Linked DNA regions of Mus musculus: all the other regions are linked to region 1. A link is a contact called in public ChIA-PET and HiChIP or PLAC-seq data. All regions are on one chromosome and are shown on one strand. Each heading gives the region's core, a stretch centred on a gene start, on an enhancer-like site or on the middle of the called end of the contact. The rest is flanking DNA. Distances are from core to core; before and after follow the strand shown.

The links. ChIA-PET counts read pairs in DNA pulled down with a chosen protein or histone mark. HiChIP or PLAC-seq counts read pairs in DNA pulled down with a chosen protein or histone mark.
Region 2: a contact with region 1 is called in an H3K27ac HiChIP or PLAC-seq map of microglia, with 5 times the contacts expected there. The contact joins the promoter of Ppox here to the promoter of Slamf1 in region 1. A contact is called at or near these places in 2 of 115 datasets of contacts at active chromatin or transcription factors (memory CD8 T cells and microglia).
Region 3: a contact with region 1 is called in an RNA polymerase II ChIA-PET map of memory CD8 T cells, with 65 read pairs. The contact joins the promoter of Pea15a here to the promoter of Slamf1 in region 1. A contact is called at or near these places in 2 of 39 promoter capture datasets (the C10 cell line and the HPC-7 cell line) and 2 of 115 datasets of contacts at active chromatin or transcription factors (bone marrow-derived macrophages and memory CD8 T cells).
Region 4: a contact with region 1 is called in an RNA polymerase II ChIA-PET map of memory CD8 T cells, with 12 read pairs. The contact joins the promoter of Klhdc9 here to the promoter of Slamf1 in region 1. A contact is called at or near these places in 1 of 39 promoter capture datasets (pre-B cells) and 1 of 115 datasets of contacts at active chromatin or transcription factors (memory CD8 T cells).
Region 5: a contact with region 1 is called in an RNA polymerase II ChIA-PET map of memory CD8 T cells, with 65 read pairs. The contact joins the promoter of Alyref2 here to the promoter of Slamf1 in region 1. A contact is called at or near these places in 1 of 15 datasets of contacts at CTCF or cohesin (large pre-B cells), 1 of 484 Hi-C or Micro-C datasets (bone marrow-derived macrophages), 3 of 115 datasets of contacts at active chromatin or transcription factors (effector CD8 T cells, memory CD8 T cells and regulatory T cell precursor) and 1 of 9 other capture datasets (liver).

The regions. Positions count from the first base shown.
Region 1 is chr1:171,765,723-171,768,513 of GRCm38.p6, forward strand. Slamf1 (signaling lymphocytic activation molecule family member 1) reads left to right here and starts at 1,410. Exons shown (of 7, transcript NM_013730.4): 1 at 1,410-1,580. The coding sequence starts at 1,505.
Region 2 is chr1:171,279,763-171,282,553 of GRCm38.p6, forward strand. It overlaps Ppox (protoporphyrinogen oxidase), which reads right to left and starts at 1,424. Exons shown (of 13, transcript NM_008911.2): 1 at 1,111-1,424; 2 at 912-1,006; 3 at 626-760; 4 at 378-493; 5 at 107-239. The coding sequence starts at 998. It overlaps Usp21 (ubiquitin specific peptidase 21), which reads right to left. Exons shown (of 13, transcript NM_013919.4): 12 at 2,735-2,791; 13 at 2,187-2,540. The coding sequence ends at 2,450.
Region 3 is chr1:172,205,409-172,208,199 of GRCm38.p6, forward strand. Pea15a (phosphoprotein enriched in astrocytes 15A) reads right to left here and starts at 1,396. Exons shown (of 4, transcript NM_011063.3): 1 at 1,189-1,396. Gm17224 (a long non-coding RNA gene) reads left to right here and starts at 1,575. Exons shown (of 5, transcript XR_865735.3): 1 at 1,575-2,791.
Region 4 is chr1:171,359,361-171,362,151 of GRCm38.p6, forward strand. Klhdc9 (kelch domain containing 9) reads right to left here and starts at 1,438. Exons shown (of 4, transcript NM_001033039.2): 1 at 775-1,438; 2 at 382-541; 3 at 95-293. The coding sequence starts at 1,301.
Region 5 is chr1:171,502,068-171,504,858 of GRCm38.p6, forward strand. Alyref2 (Aly/REF export factor 2) reads left to right here and starts at 1,411. Exons shown (of 1, transcript NM_019484.4): 1 at 1,411-2,683. The coding sequence starts at 1,590. The coding sequence ends at 2,246. LOC115487699 (a small nuclear RNA gene) reads right to left here and starts at 1,096; the gene lies at 981-1,096.

The DNA.
Region 1 (2,791 bases), core at 160-2,659:
TGATTCAATAGCCAGGTGTGGTGGTGCACACTTTTAATCTCAGCACTTGGGAAGCAGAACCAGGTGAATTGGAGACCAGTCGGGTCTACATGGTGAGTTCCAGGCCAGCAAGAACTACATAGTGAGACCCTATCTCAAAAAAAGAAAATACAATAAAACCATCAGACAAACAAACAAAGGAAAAGGGAAAAGGAAGGAAGGAAGGAAGGAAGGAAGGAAGGAAGGAAGGAAGGGAGGGAGGGAGGGAGGGAGGGAGGGAGGGAGGGAGGGAGGGAGGGAGGGAGGGAGGAAGGAAGGAAACTCCAATTTATATCATTTTTCAATTTCTATGATATTAACCCCTTATGTGGAGTTAATTCCTAGCTACCACAGTGAGGACACATCTGGGAACACACCATGCCCAATACATCATTATGAAGTTGGATACAGGAGGCAGGAGAAGAGAAAACAAAGAGAACTACAGACCAGTTTTCCTCTAACTCCAGCTCTTTCTACCCCATGACCTTTGGGGTCAAGAGTAGATTATCTGTGAATATGACAATGGATTCTAAAAGCATTAGCCTGGGGACTAGTAAGATAGCTTGGTGGATAAGGATACTTGCTGCATAGGCCTGGCAACGTGAGTTTAATTACTTGATCCCACATGATGGAAGAAAAAAGCTGATTCCTAGGGGTTGTTCTTTGACTTTCACACACACACACACACAGCCTCACCTTTCAAAGTCTCCTTTTGAGCTCCTATTCTAGTGTTCTGTTCATGGAAGTTCTTTCTTCCATCCTTTCTCCATAGCAAACCTTACAAACAACTTCTAAATTGAAGGCAACAGAGAGCTAACTTGATTCTGCCCCACTGTGCCTGTCAGGAAAATGGGCTGTTGGTCAGAGATGTCTACGCCTGTCTACTCTATCAGTTTGTGACTATAGCTCAAAGTATCACTTGCACAGGTATTCAATGAGATTATGTAACGAATCATAAGTAACAGTCCTGTCATCTCATGCCAAGTAAGTTACAAATAGAAGTTGAGCTCTGGATTCCCTAATTTGTAGGTGGTCTACTCAATGTCCGTTTTTTTCTTAGGATCCAAGAAGAGTTTACCAGACAGATCTGCTCAAAGAACTTGTGACACCCATTTCCTGGAAACAGCTTAGAAAAAAAGAGGGGTGGGGGGGGAATCACACTTCTTCCCCAAGCCAGGGTTTGACTGATGTGACATTACAGCCCCTTTCCCAACTCCCATGGGTCTGAACACCTGACTTTGGCTTCTCAAGAACAATGAAGTGATAAAGTGATTTAAGCCTGATCATAAATGAGCAATCCTGGAGGCTCAAGTAGAAAAAAAAAAAAAAACCCGGTTGAGACAGGAAGCTGGTTCAGGAACTTGTCAGCAGAGGCAGCACTTCGACGATCAGAGCTTCTTCCTTGGGGGTAACAGTAAGCAGCTGTCCTGCCGAGCTGAGCTGAGCTGAGCTCACAGCTGGGGACCCTGTCTGCGATTGCTGGCTAATGGATCCCAAAGGATCCCTTTCCTGGAGAATACTTCTGTTTCTCTCCCTGGCTTTTGAGTTGAGCTACGGAACAGGTGAGTGTCCATTTGTTTAAAGGGTTTGAGTCTTGTGTTTAGCAGTTTGGAATCAGCAGAGCCCCATGGATGGAGAAGCCAAGGGCTGGGGAGTGCTGTTCAGTTGCCTCTTCTTTAAGGAGAGTGCCTCTGGGTTTCCACTGTGTCTTTCAAAGAGGAAGAAACCTGTTGAGTTCCCTGAGCCTTGGGCTACAAGGATTTGTCCCATCTACACTAGTTTCTATGGAAACCAGAAGCTAAAGGCACCTGCTATGTCCATAGTCAGCTTCCTGGACTCAGGCTAAAATTCTGAGTAGCTGGTTTATGTGGCTACCCTTCTGGCAAAGACCCAGGCTAGGGACCAAAGCTCTGGGACACTTGACCTATACTTCTGCTGAGGAAAACGACTCTCACATGTACATCATTGGCAGACAAAGAACACCGGTCCAGTGAAAAGCAAGGGTGATAGGAGCAACAGGTAGAAGTGGGAAACCTCAGACCTTAGGCTCACACCAGACAGTGGCTGCGGTGTGGTCATGCTTTCTTATAAGAGATGACTCCAAAGCACCAAGAAGAGGAAACGTTGGGATTTTGGAGCCCAGGGTTGCTTACAGAATGGGGAAAGTGCAATCAGGAAACTTCAAGGCTCTGCAGTGGGCTCAAGTGATGGCAAAGGGTTAAAGGAGCAGGACTTCTCTCCCATCCCTCTGGTTCTTCTCTTTTCCAAGGCAAGCTGTTGTTTTCTACTTAGTGGGTGGGAACTGTAAGGAAAGGTATTGGAGAGCAACCGTGCTAAGCAGTGCATACTGGGCTAACCATGGAATGAATGGTCAACTCCATTGTAGAGTTTAATTAGATTGTGGGAGACAGCCTGGCAGAGATGGCTTTAGGAAGCGGATCGGGGAAATCCTGAGAGCCAGAGCATTTTGGTCGTGGGGGATTCATGACTGTAAATCCATTATGGACTTTTCTAAGAAAAACCCTGAAATGTGCCAGGGATTGGGGGTGGGGGGCTGTACCTAGAATCTTTTATTCAAGTCTCAGATGAGGAGACCCTTGTCTAGCTCCACTTTGAGATAATCAAACTGAGCATCTTTGGAGGTAGAGCTAAGCCCTTCTTGTTGCATACCATTTGAACCCACCATTGCTGGCTTACTTGGTGACTGTAGTAACTATGGAATGAACGTTTGGTTTTCTCCTTGTCTAACCTTGTCTGTAGCAGCTCAGATGTA
Region 2 (2,791 bases), core at 174-2,673, 490 kb before region 1:
ATAGTGGACATTCCTAAATGATTCAAGAGTCCCCGGGGTTAAGTCTGAGTTAGAGACTCAGCAACAGGAGGGGAAGAGGTTTGAGACCACCTCTGAGCAATGTCACCTCAGGTCCAAGGCGGCGCTGGGCAAAACTGTGCACAGTTTCATCAGGCTCTTTGCCCCTGGGCTTCAGCAACTCCCTCAGCCCAGCCCAAAACAGAGGTTTTGAGAAGGGGGGTGAAGGACGGAGTAGCCCCCTGCATGGAGGAAGGCATGGTTGAAAAGAAAACTCCCAGATTCACCTTTCAGAGGGTTCTTTTCAGCCATTAGACCCCCTGTGGCTGGAAGGCCTGACAGGGAGCGAAAGGGGGGTGTGTGTAATAGTGAGGTGTTACCTGAGGCCGGAGGGTAGAGGGTGCAGGGTACCGCCTACATACAGGAACCTGTTCTGGGCAGCTGGGTGATCCCCTCGGACAGGCAAGACTTCAGACTCCAAGCCAAGTTCAGAAACCTGTTCTCCACAAGCCCTCAGGAAGAGGAGAAACTAAGGAAAAACTGACCCAACGTTTTTCCTCTCTGCAACTCCGTCCCTTTGGAGAACTCTCCTCCACTACCTGTCCTACACATTCCACAAGACGCTCACCAGGAGCAGGGTCCGGGCTCCCAGGGCTCCAGCCGGCCTAATCCCTCGAGGTCCAAGTTCAAAGATCGCACCATCTGATCCTCGGATTGAGCGGATCCATCCTCCCAAACGCTTGCTGCCCTCCACTAAGATCACCTGGCGCCAAAAGTGAAGCACTGTCGCCACAGGGCAAAGGGACTGGGGGTCGGGGGAAGTGCATATTTCACGGAACAAAAATCTATGCAGCTTTTGCTAGAAATATCAAGAGTATTAAATGAGTCTTTCTCTGGTACTAGTGGGGACTCACCTTAGGAGGACTGGGGCCTCGGATCAGATGATAACTTGCGGCCAATCCACTGATACCTCCGCCAAGTACTATCACAGTCCGGCCCATCGTAAGGCCTGGGAAAAGGTCGAGATACCCCAGGAGAACGGGGCAGGGGAGCACTCTGTTTTACAACTGCAGAAACCCCCACTGGTCCCATACCCCACTTCTGGACACTTACTGATTTATGAGCAACTAATGCAGGGCGCGCGTGTACGTGCTGGTGGAAGAGTAAGGTCTTCGTTCTGAAGCCAGAACTTACCCACGAGATAGGGGGAACCCGAGAAAGTGAGTGACTGATAGAGGCCCTAGGAGCAGTCCATCCTGTCCGTGTGCAGATAAGGGCCACGCCCACGCTATCTCCCCAGCACAAACCCTTCGGAGGCCAGAATTCTACAGCACTCGGTTTTTCCAGCCTCAGGGGTGAGCAGGTTCAAGTCTGGTATCCCCGCCCCTAACTTTTAGGGTCCCTCCGACTCTCCGTCGATTCCTTTCTGGCGGCCTGCGTGACTGCGTTTCACTTTCTTGCTTCTTGATTGGAGGGTCTTGGAGTGCGGGTTCTGGATTGGTGAGCTCTGGATACATTCACCAATGAAAACACCATATTGGCAGTGACGCTACCAGAGGAGCAACAGCCGCTTTCGGAGTCAGTTCCGTGGAGCGGGTTAACCTGTTCGTGTCCTAATCGGAGTTAGTTGCAGTAACCGGCACTGCCTTCCCCAGGGACAGGACAGCGAAATCCTTGAGCATTCCCCAGCTCAAGCTTCCCAGGTCTGTGGTGAAAACCCTGGAGGTGGGAGAGCCCCACGAGCTTTAGTTAGGGAGAAAGAGAGAGACACTTGGAGGCCAGTCCGTGGGGAGAAGGCTCCATAAACAGCTCCTTGATGTTAGCAACAGACAGGGCCTACGGGAGCAAGGGCCGCCCGGCAACGGTACCAGTGTTTGTCAACAGGGGTTCTTGGATGCCTTGCCCTCGAGGGGCAGTACCCCTCTCAGGAAAAACCGGCGTGCCAATGCCTGCACTCTAGTTTCAGGCTTTCCCGCAACTTCACAGGTCTCAGGGTTTGTCTGCCTAGTTCCACTAAACTCAGTGTTTGGGTCCAAGGCTGGGGCCAGCTCAATCCCTGTTCTTTTCCTTCTGTTGTGAGAGCGCCCCCACCTGTCCAGAGACAGAATTGGGGCCCAGAAAGGCTCCAATTGAACCAAAATTCTAGATATCCATTCCCTCTTATCCACAAATACAAACATGAACATCACTTTTTTCTTAATAAATTTATTCACAAAAAAGTGAGATTGCAGAGGTTCTGGGGGCTGTACATGGTCAAGGGTCTGGTGGTTTCTGTACATGGGACAGGAAAACAAGGCGGAAGGGTACTTCTTAATAAAAAAAATAACGGGAGCTACAACCAACCCTCCTCCCCTCCCCGATTAAAAAGACACAAAAATAGACGTCTGTGAGGTAACTGGGGGCTTAAGGGTGTTGGGAAGGTTTTCACAGGTGCCAGGGCTTCAAGATGGTGTCACAGGCACCGAAGTGGTTCCTGCATCAATTGGTAGAACAGCACGTAGCCCTCACTGGATGCCACCTGATTTTCACTGACAGGGGAAACGCTGAGAAGAGAAACGGGACACGGCTGTGGTCAGTGGTCATTCTTGTAGATTCCCCCTCCATCCCACAAGACTCAGAGTAGCCAGGTGGAGATCAGGAGAGACTCTCCACCTATCCTTTGTCAGGAACTTATCTTTTCGGAGCTGGGGGGGGGGCGGTGGGAGGGGGCAGGAGTTGAACAAGAGGCTATTCTCACCGGGAGTCATTGTAGACATGCCAACCAGTCTGGCACCGGCACAGGGCTGTGTAGTGG
Region 3 (2,791 bases), core at 146-2,645, 440 kb after region 1:
TAGAGAAACAATATACAGCCTGGGGGGCCAAACACAGGAACCTAGAGAAACAAGGCTCCCTAACTTGAGATTCTCGTCCTCTCCAGCACCCTTCCTGTGCCTCTGGCCACCTCTTTCCTTTTCTCTGTGGCTCTCTGGTCAGCTCTCCCTGTCTTCTCACACATTCCTCTCATTCTCTCTCCCCCTGACTTGGGTTCCATCCTTGGCTGACTCATTCTTTTCACCCTCTCCCTGGCTTCTACTCCTTCCTCCATCCTTTGGCCATATTGATGTCCAGGCTCTAGCCACTCCCAGGTACCCTATGCTCTAAACTGGCAGTCAGCAACAAAGGTCACAAGAAGCCCCTCACCCAGGTAAGAGCACAGGCTCACCAGTCCTTGAGGTATTGCCCACTAAAACTGTAAAATCTGGGTGTGTTTGTGGACAGTGGTCCTTTCCACCCACTACTGAACATTCGTGTTAAGACTGATGCTGGTCAAGGAGACTCCACATGGGAGGTAACAAACGGGTTGTGGTGGGTGGGTGGATGCCTAGTGCAGGGGTGTTGTGATTTGGTTTGTATGAGAGGATGTGTGTAAGTCACATGGGTGTGTGTCACTGTGTGGTTGGCTGTCTTTTTTTTTTTCTTAAAGGTGTGTTTCTGTCCCTGTCGGTTTTGACAAGGATTGTTTTAAAAATTAGTGTCTTTATATTGGCTACATCATTCCTATGTATCCCCAGCCCCTTTCCTCTGGGCAAGCTTCCACCAATCCCACTCTCCTCAGATGCAGTAAACTGGGTGTGAGAGTACCCAGACCAGTTGCCTGCTGCCGGAGGAACTGAAGCAGGGCTGAGCTGAGCCTGGACGCCTGCAGAGGCGAGTCCGAAGCTAAAGCGAGGAGGGAGGGGCGGGAGCTGGCCTGGCTCGGCCGGCTGGGCGGGAAGCAGGCTACATCCTAATCCCCAGGCCCCGTCGGACTCCCAAACTGCTGTTCAGCACGGAATGGGCGGATGAAGCCACGCTGCCTGTGACACTCTCCAGTCTCTGGATGCATGGACAGAGAAGGACCCCATGGAGCCTGACACCGTGGACCTGTCTGAATCCTCAAGCTCCCCTATTTGTCCCCTGCGTCCGGGATCGTGACCCTCCAAACCCAGATCCCCAATCTACCTCCTCCCCACGACACATCTTCCCTCTGCCCCTCTCACCGCCTCCGGAGCTGAGAGCTCAGGGTGCGGGCACTCCCGGGTCCCCGGTTCCTAAGCAGCGTCTGGAGCCTGCTCCTTGGCTCCTGCCACCGCTGCCGCCGATCCTGCCGCCGCCGCCTCTTCCGCCCGTGGAGCAGAGCTTGAGCCCAGCACCGCCTCACCCCACCCGACTGGCCGGTGATGTCAGAGCCGGGGAGGGGCGGGGGGCGGGGAGCGGGGAGGAAAGGGGGAGGGGAAGCAGGAGGGGACAGGGACTGGGGACTGGGGTTCTGGAAGGCTCCTAGGATGGGGGCAGGACTGGGATGGAATATGGACTCTTCCCCTTAAACTGTGAGAAGATCCTCGTTTTTTTCCTAATGGGTCACTTTCCTGCCCTCTGACCTTTGGTTGGTCACGATGGCCAGGACCCCTGGAAGGCAGATCAATTTGGATTGGGGGATTTGGAAGACCTATGGCCTCTGGGTTCTCTTAGCTACTTCGCTTTGGTATTTAGAAATCCTATTTCCTAGCCTTATAGATCAGAGACTCAGTAGGAAACGGTCAAGTTTATCCACGCTAGGAATAAAAATGGGACAGGGGCAGGCAGCAACAGGGAAATCTCTTTTACTTGGCCCGGGGCCATGAGCTCTTGTGTATAATAGCAGCTGGACCCCTGAGCACCTCCTGCCTTTCCCAAATATACCCCCACACACGCACCCCCACACCCCCACACACTATGATGTAATTTTATTTTCTGGAGGAAAAAAGCCATGAGCTCAGCATGCAAATATAGACAACAAAGCCACACTTAGCTGTCTCCTAGCTCTGTCCTTCTGCCTAGGCCCAGTGTGATAATTCTCACTTCCCCTACACCTCAGGGACTTTCCTCCTCCAGAGGCTCACTCAGCCGGGCTGAAAGAGGGAGGAGGGAGGAGGGAGAATTGGAGAAGCATCCGATTTTCACCCTACCTCCATGAGGGGCGTCAGCTCAGCTCTGCAAGTGCCTGACCCTGAGAACGGCTTCAATGTTTGCACACCACCAGGAACACCCCATTTTGCCTTCAGGTCCAGCTGATCAGAGACCCTTCCAGAAGCCTAAGATGAGCCCCTTCTTCTGGGAGGAGCAGGTCCTGGTCCTGTGCCTTAGGTTTCATATATAGTTCTTCTCTTTGCTCCTCTTACCCCCAGCCCCACCCCCACCCCCCACATGGCTGCCCATTGCTCCTTTGAGGGTAACTAATATACCCTCAGAAGTTGCTTTTGTTTCTGAGTCGCTGTAGGGTCGGAATCTATCATGTTGACCCATCTTTGAGACACAGAGTGACTGTACACTTTTGCATAGACATACCACATTTACATGAGACAAATGAGGCAGAGCAAAACACAGAGAATGTGGACTTTATACTTATTCTGTTTCCATAGACAAATTAAGTCCATAAAGTTGAGGATACCAGTCTCACTTCATAGGGTTCTTCTGAGAATCAGGAATAATAAAGTTTTTAGGGACTGGTACCAGATAGGTGCAAAAAAAAAAAATCAAAGACATGTAGTCTAGTATCTTTTGATCTATATGAAGTGAATCCCATAATATTTTTATGATGTAACCTAATACCCAATTACCTAT
Region 4 (2,791 bases), core at 188-2,687, 410 kb before region 1:
CTGATTTCTCCTCCTTTCTATCCCACCACCCCTGTTTTGTAATTTTTAGCTGTGTCTTTTTCTCCTCCCTTTCAAATGATAGCTTGGCGCTCACGGGTATCGTAGATGTAGAGATCATTGCAGATCGTATCTCTAGCTCTGGTCAGAGTTTCTCCGCCAAATAGTACAGCGAAGGGTCCCACCACTGAACAGGAATGATGGCGCAGGCTCTGGGGTCCTTGCTGCAGTCCCTGCCCACTGCTCACAAGCCTTGCAAGCTGTTCCCTCAAATGAGGGGCAACTGGTTGTTCCTCCTTGGGCGAGAAAAACAAGAAGGGGTTGTCTGAAGGGTTTGCTTATTGAAGTTTTAGTCCTTTTCTACTTTATGTGAGTAGCTAATACCTTGATTTTCCCAGGGCTCCATTGCCCTGCTACCTCCGGTCCAACTGAGTTGCAGCCCCCAAAGAGCAAAAGCTGATGACCCGGGTGCGGCCCAGCAGTTGGCAGCAGGGCAGCACAGTGGCCTGATCGTGAGGTTGTGTGGCAGCCTTCTTCTTTGTAGCTGTTGGTACACAGAAAATCGGGCCTGAGTTTGGTTTTCTGAAAAGATTCAAGTGTTCTTTGCCAGAGAGCTCTAGTGAAAAAGAAAATCAGGCTTGGGGCAGATAGAGTTAAGCAATCTTGGATTCCAAGACAGAAGGTGCTATGGATAGACTACCAATAAGTTTATTTAGGTTTTGTTTTTTCTAGAATATAGAGAAAACAAACGAACGTTTGGGGGCAAAGTTGCAGTACCAATAAGTTCGGGTCCTGTGGTCCAACTTTAACGTGTAGATGCTTCCGTAGCGTCGCTGAGTGTGGGTACCACCCTCTCTGCCAGACACTCGCAGCTCCCCGTCTGAGAGGCGAGTGCAGGTGTGGCTGCTGAGGCCAGCAGGAGGGCAGTTGCCAGGGTTCGCAGCCCATGCTTCCCACACCTCTCTCTCCGTGTCCAGCGCGGCCACCGTGGATAAGCGACGTGACCCGTCCCAGCCACCCACCACGCAGAGCCAACGACCTCCCACCAGTGCCGCGTCGTGGTGGCTGCGAAGGGGACTACCTCGGGCTACCAGTCGCACCGCTTGGCCTACAGCTGGGTCAAAGATCACAGTGTCGTTGCTGGGCACTCTTGCACCACCTTCTAGGAGACCCCCTACCAGATAGAACCGTCCTTCCAGTTCCGTGCATGAATGGAAGGCACGAGCCAGAAGCACGTCTCGCGCCACTGGCCTCCAGGTCCAGGTTGAGCCTCTTGCTCGACCGAGGGTCTGCACCCCAGCCATGGGCCAAGGGAAGGGGAGAGCAGCTCGGTCACTTCGGGTCGCACTCCTTCACGAAGGGCCCAGCACTTCCAAGCATAGACTAGCTTCCCCTCCAATAACAGCACAGGTCTTCACCCAAACCACCCCTTCTCTCCACCGCCGTCGCCCAGCAACCACTGCAGGGACTACAGTGCGACCGCTGCAAACTGAAGGTCGCAAAGCGCCTGTTACCTTGGAAACAAGAGACCTGGTTAAGCTACCGCGATCTTACAGTGATGTCGTCAGGGGAACGAGATGTGGGGAAGCCAGTAAATATCCTAAAGGATTTGGGCTCCGAAAGGCTAGAAACCGGCAGTTCGTTAGACGAACCCAATAGCCGCTAACTAGCCTGTAATTATGACGTTTGAGGAAGGTGTTGGTGGTAGGATGCGTGGAGGCCGTGTCTTTTTCTTTATTTTTTGCTGCACGGTTTCCAACTTGGAATCTTCTCTAGGGATGAGGTAGGAAGGAAACAAGTCAGAAATCAAAGGTTGAACTTGGACTACGTTGCTTGGGATTCAGAGACTTGAGTAGACTTATTCCGCGATCCTATTTATAAAATGGGTTGTTTGTGATAAAAATTCTTGAAGGTGCTGAATGGATGGGAGAGTTCTCTCTGCTCTAGCCACTGGAGGGCAGTAGAGTCCAGTCTCAGTGAGAGAAGCGACAGGAGAGAAAGGTGCTAAGAAGGGACAAGGGAGAAAGAGATGAGTTAGGGTGGATGAAGTGGGAGAGGAAAAATAGGTTAGGCATATCTTGGACAGTTTTTCACTACTTAGTCCTAGGATGAATAATTATTTCATCTTGACTCATTAGAATAATATAACACATTAAATGGAGGCACCGTGGAACTCAGGATTAAGGGCAGGGAGTTTCCCCTGATAAGATCCTGGGCAGAAGCTGCCCAACCTTAGAAGGTGGGTGGGGGTGAGATGGGGAGGAGAGAGACACGGACTCCTGCCCCTCCCTGCTCTCTTCCTTTTAGTCAAGCTGGGTTACTGAAGGCCTAACTCTGCCCTCGCAGGACTCAATGCAGAACGAAGAGGCTCGGATCAAGGCAGGCTGACTGGGATCAAGGCAGGCTGACTGGTTTCTGCTGTAGGAGGAAATGCAGATTTCTACTTGTCGCTCCAGCTGGGGTGGAGCCGAAATAGGATCTTTGTCCCCCAGGCTGGGCTTTGAGTGGGAAGGATGGCTGTCACTTGGGCCTTTGGTTTCTAAACATGAACTTGCTCCCAACCAGACCACGGATAATGTCCAAGGTTTCAGTGGGAATGATCACGTGATTCTGAGGCGCAGGCTCACACTGGGCCTTTTCCCTCCTGGTCCCAATTAGATCTTGAGAGAGAACTACGTGGGGAGGGTGTGCACACATGGAGTAAAGAATTGAGCCTGGGGGCTGGAGAGAAGGTTCAGTGGTTAAGAGCACTGGCTGCTCTTCCAAAGGACCCAGGTTCAACTCCCAGCACAGC
Region 5 (2,791 bases), core at 161-2,660, 260 kb before region 1:
CTGCCACTTTGTTACCTGTTCTTTTTTTTTTTTTTTAAGATTTATTTATTATTATATCTAAGTACACTGTAGCTGTCTTCAGACACACCAGAAGAGGGAGTCAGATCTCATTACGGATGGTTGTGAGCCACCATGTGGTTGCTGATTTGAACTTCGGACCTTCGGAAGAGCAGTCGGTGCTCTTAACCACTGAGCCATCTCTCCAGCCCCCTTGTTACCTGTTCTTATTACTGAGGTATTTTAGCTATAAGGAGACTGAGGTATTTCAAAGGGACAGTCTCTGTCCTTAAGGGAAAGGTCTTGGGTGGGAGAGTAGTTTTCATTTTTTTGGGGGGGGAGGGACTGGGGGGAGATGGGGAATTGCATCATAGTCTAGCCCCTCCCACAGCTCTGAGGGTAACCTGTCCCTTCTGCTCGAGTGGCTGCATTTATTTTTTAGAATGTATCTGCCTTTATTTGTATGAATATTTTGCCTGCGTATCTGAGCGTTGCTTGGCACTGATGGAAGTCAGAAGGGGGCGCTAGTTCTTCCTCAGCTACAGAGCTGGGTTAGCCATCTTGCTAGAAAATTGTACGTGCCTTAAGTCCATAACCACCTTGCACTTAAATAAAATATTAAAAATAATGGTTTATACATATGTTCACTGAGACCACAACATAACGCAGCTAGATAAAAAACAGCTTAATAAATAACATGTCTACAGACTTCCCACAAAAACTTAGTATTTGCTTTTAAAGGCTTATTTACTTTATCGGTTATGAGACACAACGCCATGCGACTGAGCCCTTTTAACCAATGAGCTGTCTCTTTAGCCTAAGCTCAAGCCATTTTTACCTTACAGTGGTTAACACTGAAGACAAGAAAATACATAGAGCACACAATAAAGACTGTTAATTCTAACTTTGGTTAACACTGAAGACAAAAAAATACATAGAGCACACAATAAAGACTGTTAATTCTAACTTTAAACATTATTAATAGCCTTGCTAAAGCAAGGCCTCAAAAAATTAGTGTAAGACTCAGAATTGTTCCTCTCCACGGAAATCTTTAGTAAAAGGCGAAAGATTTATACGATCTGAAGAGAAACCAGAGTATACCCAGCTGTCCTAGTGTACAGTTCTCGGCCGACTGTATTTCCTAGACAACTAATGGTGACTATTTACTCCTAAAGACACTGACTACTTTATTATATCAGATAAATCTTTGAAGGTTCTATCACATTAAGGAATAAAAGGAATAAAACAGAACAACGAAAACAACACGCTACCCTTTTAAATTATACAACCATCTGTGTGCACTGCATTGTGGGTATGCAAATATCGCGGAGAAGCCGCGTGGCCCGCTCGGTTTCCGGAAGTGCCTCGAATTTGTCCCAGATGTCTCTAGGCGCTGGGCGGCCACCAGGGGTCAGAGCGAAAGCCAGATTCACAAGCGCACAGACTTCCAATTTCCAAGTGTGATTTTGGTGCGCTTGTGATTCCAGCACCGGTCGGAGAGGCGGAGTCAAGGCGGGGGAATCATTGAATTTGAGTACTTTCTGGTCTGCACCGCGAGGGCCGGGCCAGTCAGGCCCGGATCCGCGCCCGCCATGGCCGACAAGATGGACATGTCTTTGGACGACATCATTAAGCTGAACCGTAACCAGCGCCGGGTGAATCGAGGCGGCGGGCCTAGGAGGAACCGGCCCGCCATCGCCCGCGGCGGCAGGAACCGGCCGGCACCGTACAGTAGACCGAAACCACTTCCGGACAAGTGGCAGCACGACCTATTCGACAGCGGCTGCGGGGGTGGGGAAGGCGTGGAGACCGGTGCCAAGCTGCTCGTGTCAAACCTGGACTTCGGGGTGTCAGATGCTGACATTCAGGAACTCTTTGCTGAATTTGGAACGTTGAAAAAAGCCGCTGTGGACTACGATCGCTCTGGACGAAGTTTAGGGACGGCGGATGTACACTTTGAACGGAGGGCAGATGCCCTGAAGGCTATGAAGCAGTACAAGGGCGTCCCTTTGGATGGCCGCCCTATGGACATCCAGCTTGTCACGTCACAGATCGATCCACAGCGAAGACCTGCACAAAGCGGAAACAGAGGCGGCATGACAAGGAGCCGTGGCTCTGGAGGCTTTGGTGGCCGCGGCAGCCAGGGAAGGGGTAGAGGCACTGGCAGGAACTCAAAGCAGCAGCAGCTTTCTGCAGAGGAGTTGGACGCACAGCTGGATGCTTACAATGCAAGGAGGGACACCAGCTAAACAACCGAACAAATCCGCACAAGAACCGGGACCCAGACGCCTCGTCTGTGATGCCTTAGAGGGAGGGTAGGCAACTGGACTGTGCAGACAATGGTGAATTTGGTTTTTTGTTTCTTTTTACTTCCTGTTTTAAAATAGGATCTAAAAACTCATGTAAAGTTTTTTTTTTTTTTTTTTTTTAAATTCTGAAACAGACCTGTTTTGTACTGAGTTATTTTTTGGGATAAGTTTTCCTGGGTGCTGTTGTGGAGAAGGTGGCATTTTCACCTTTGTCATAATAAAATAGAAATGTGTGTAGAACTGGAAAAATTAAAAAAGAAAAAGAAAAATTACAAATTACAATATGACTTTTATGGACAGAACACATGACTGACTAGCATGCATGAAGAAGTGGGTTTCATTCTCAGCTCCATCATGTAAGAATAAAACAAGAATTGAAAAAACCTTGCCTTTGATGCAGCTCAGTGGCAGAATGCCTACTCACCATGAGCAAGGAAGGCGGTGGGTTTAATTACATGGAAAGTCTTTTCTGTCTGGTAGGGGTG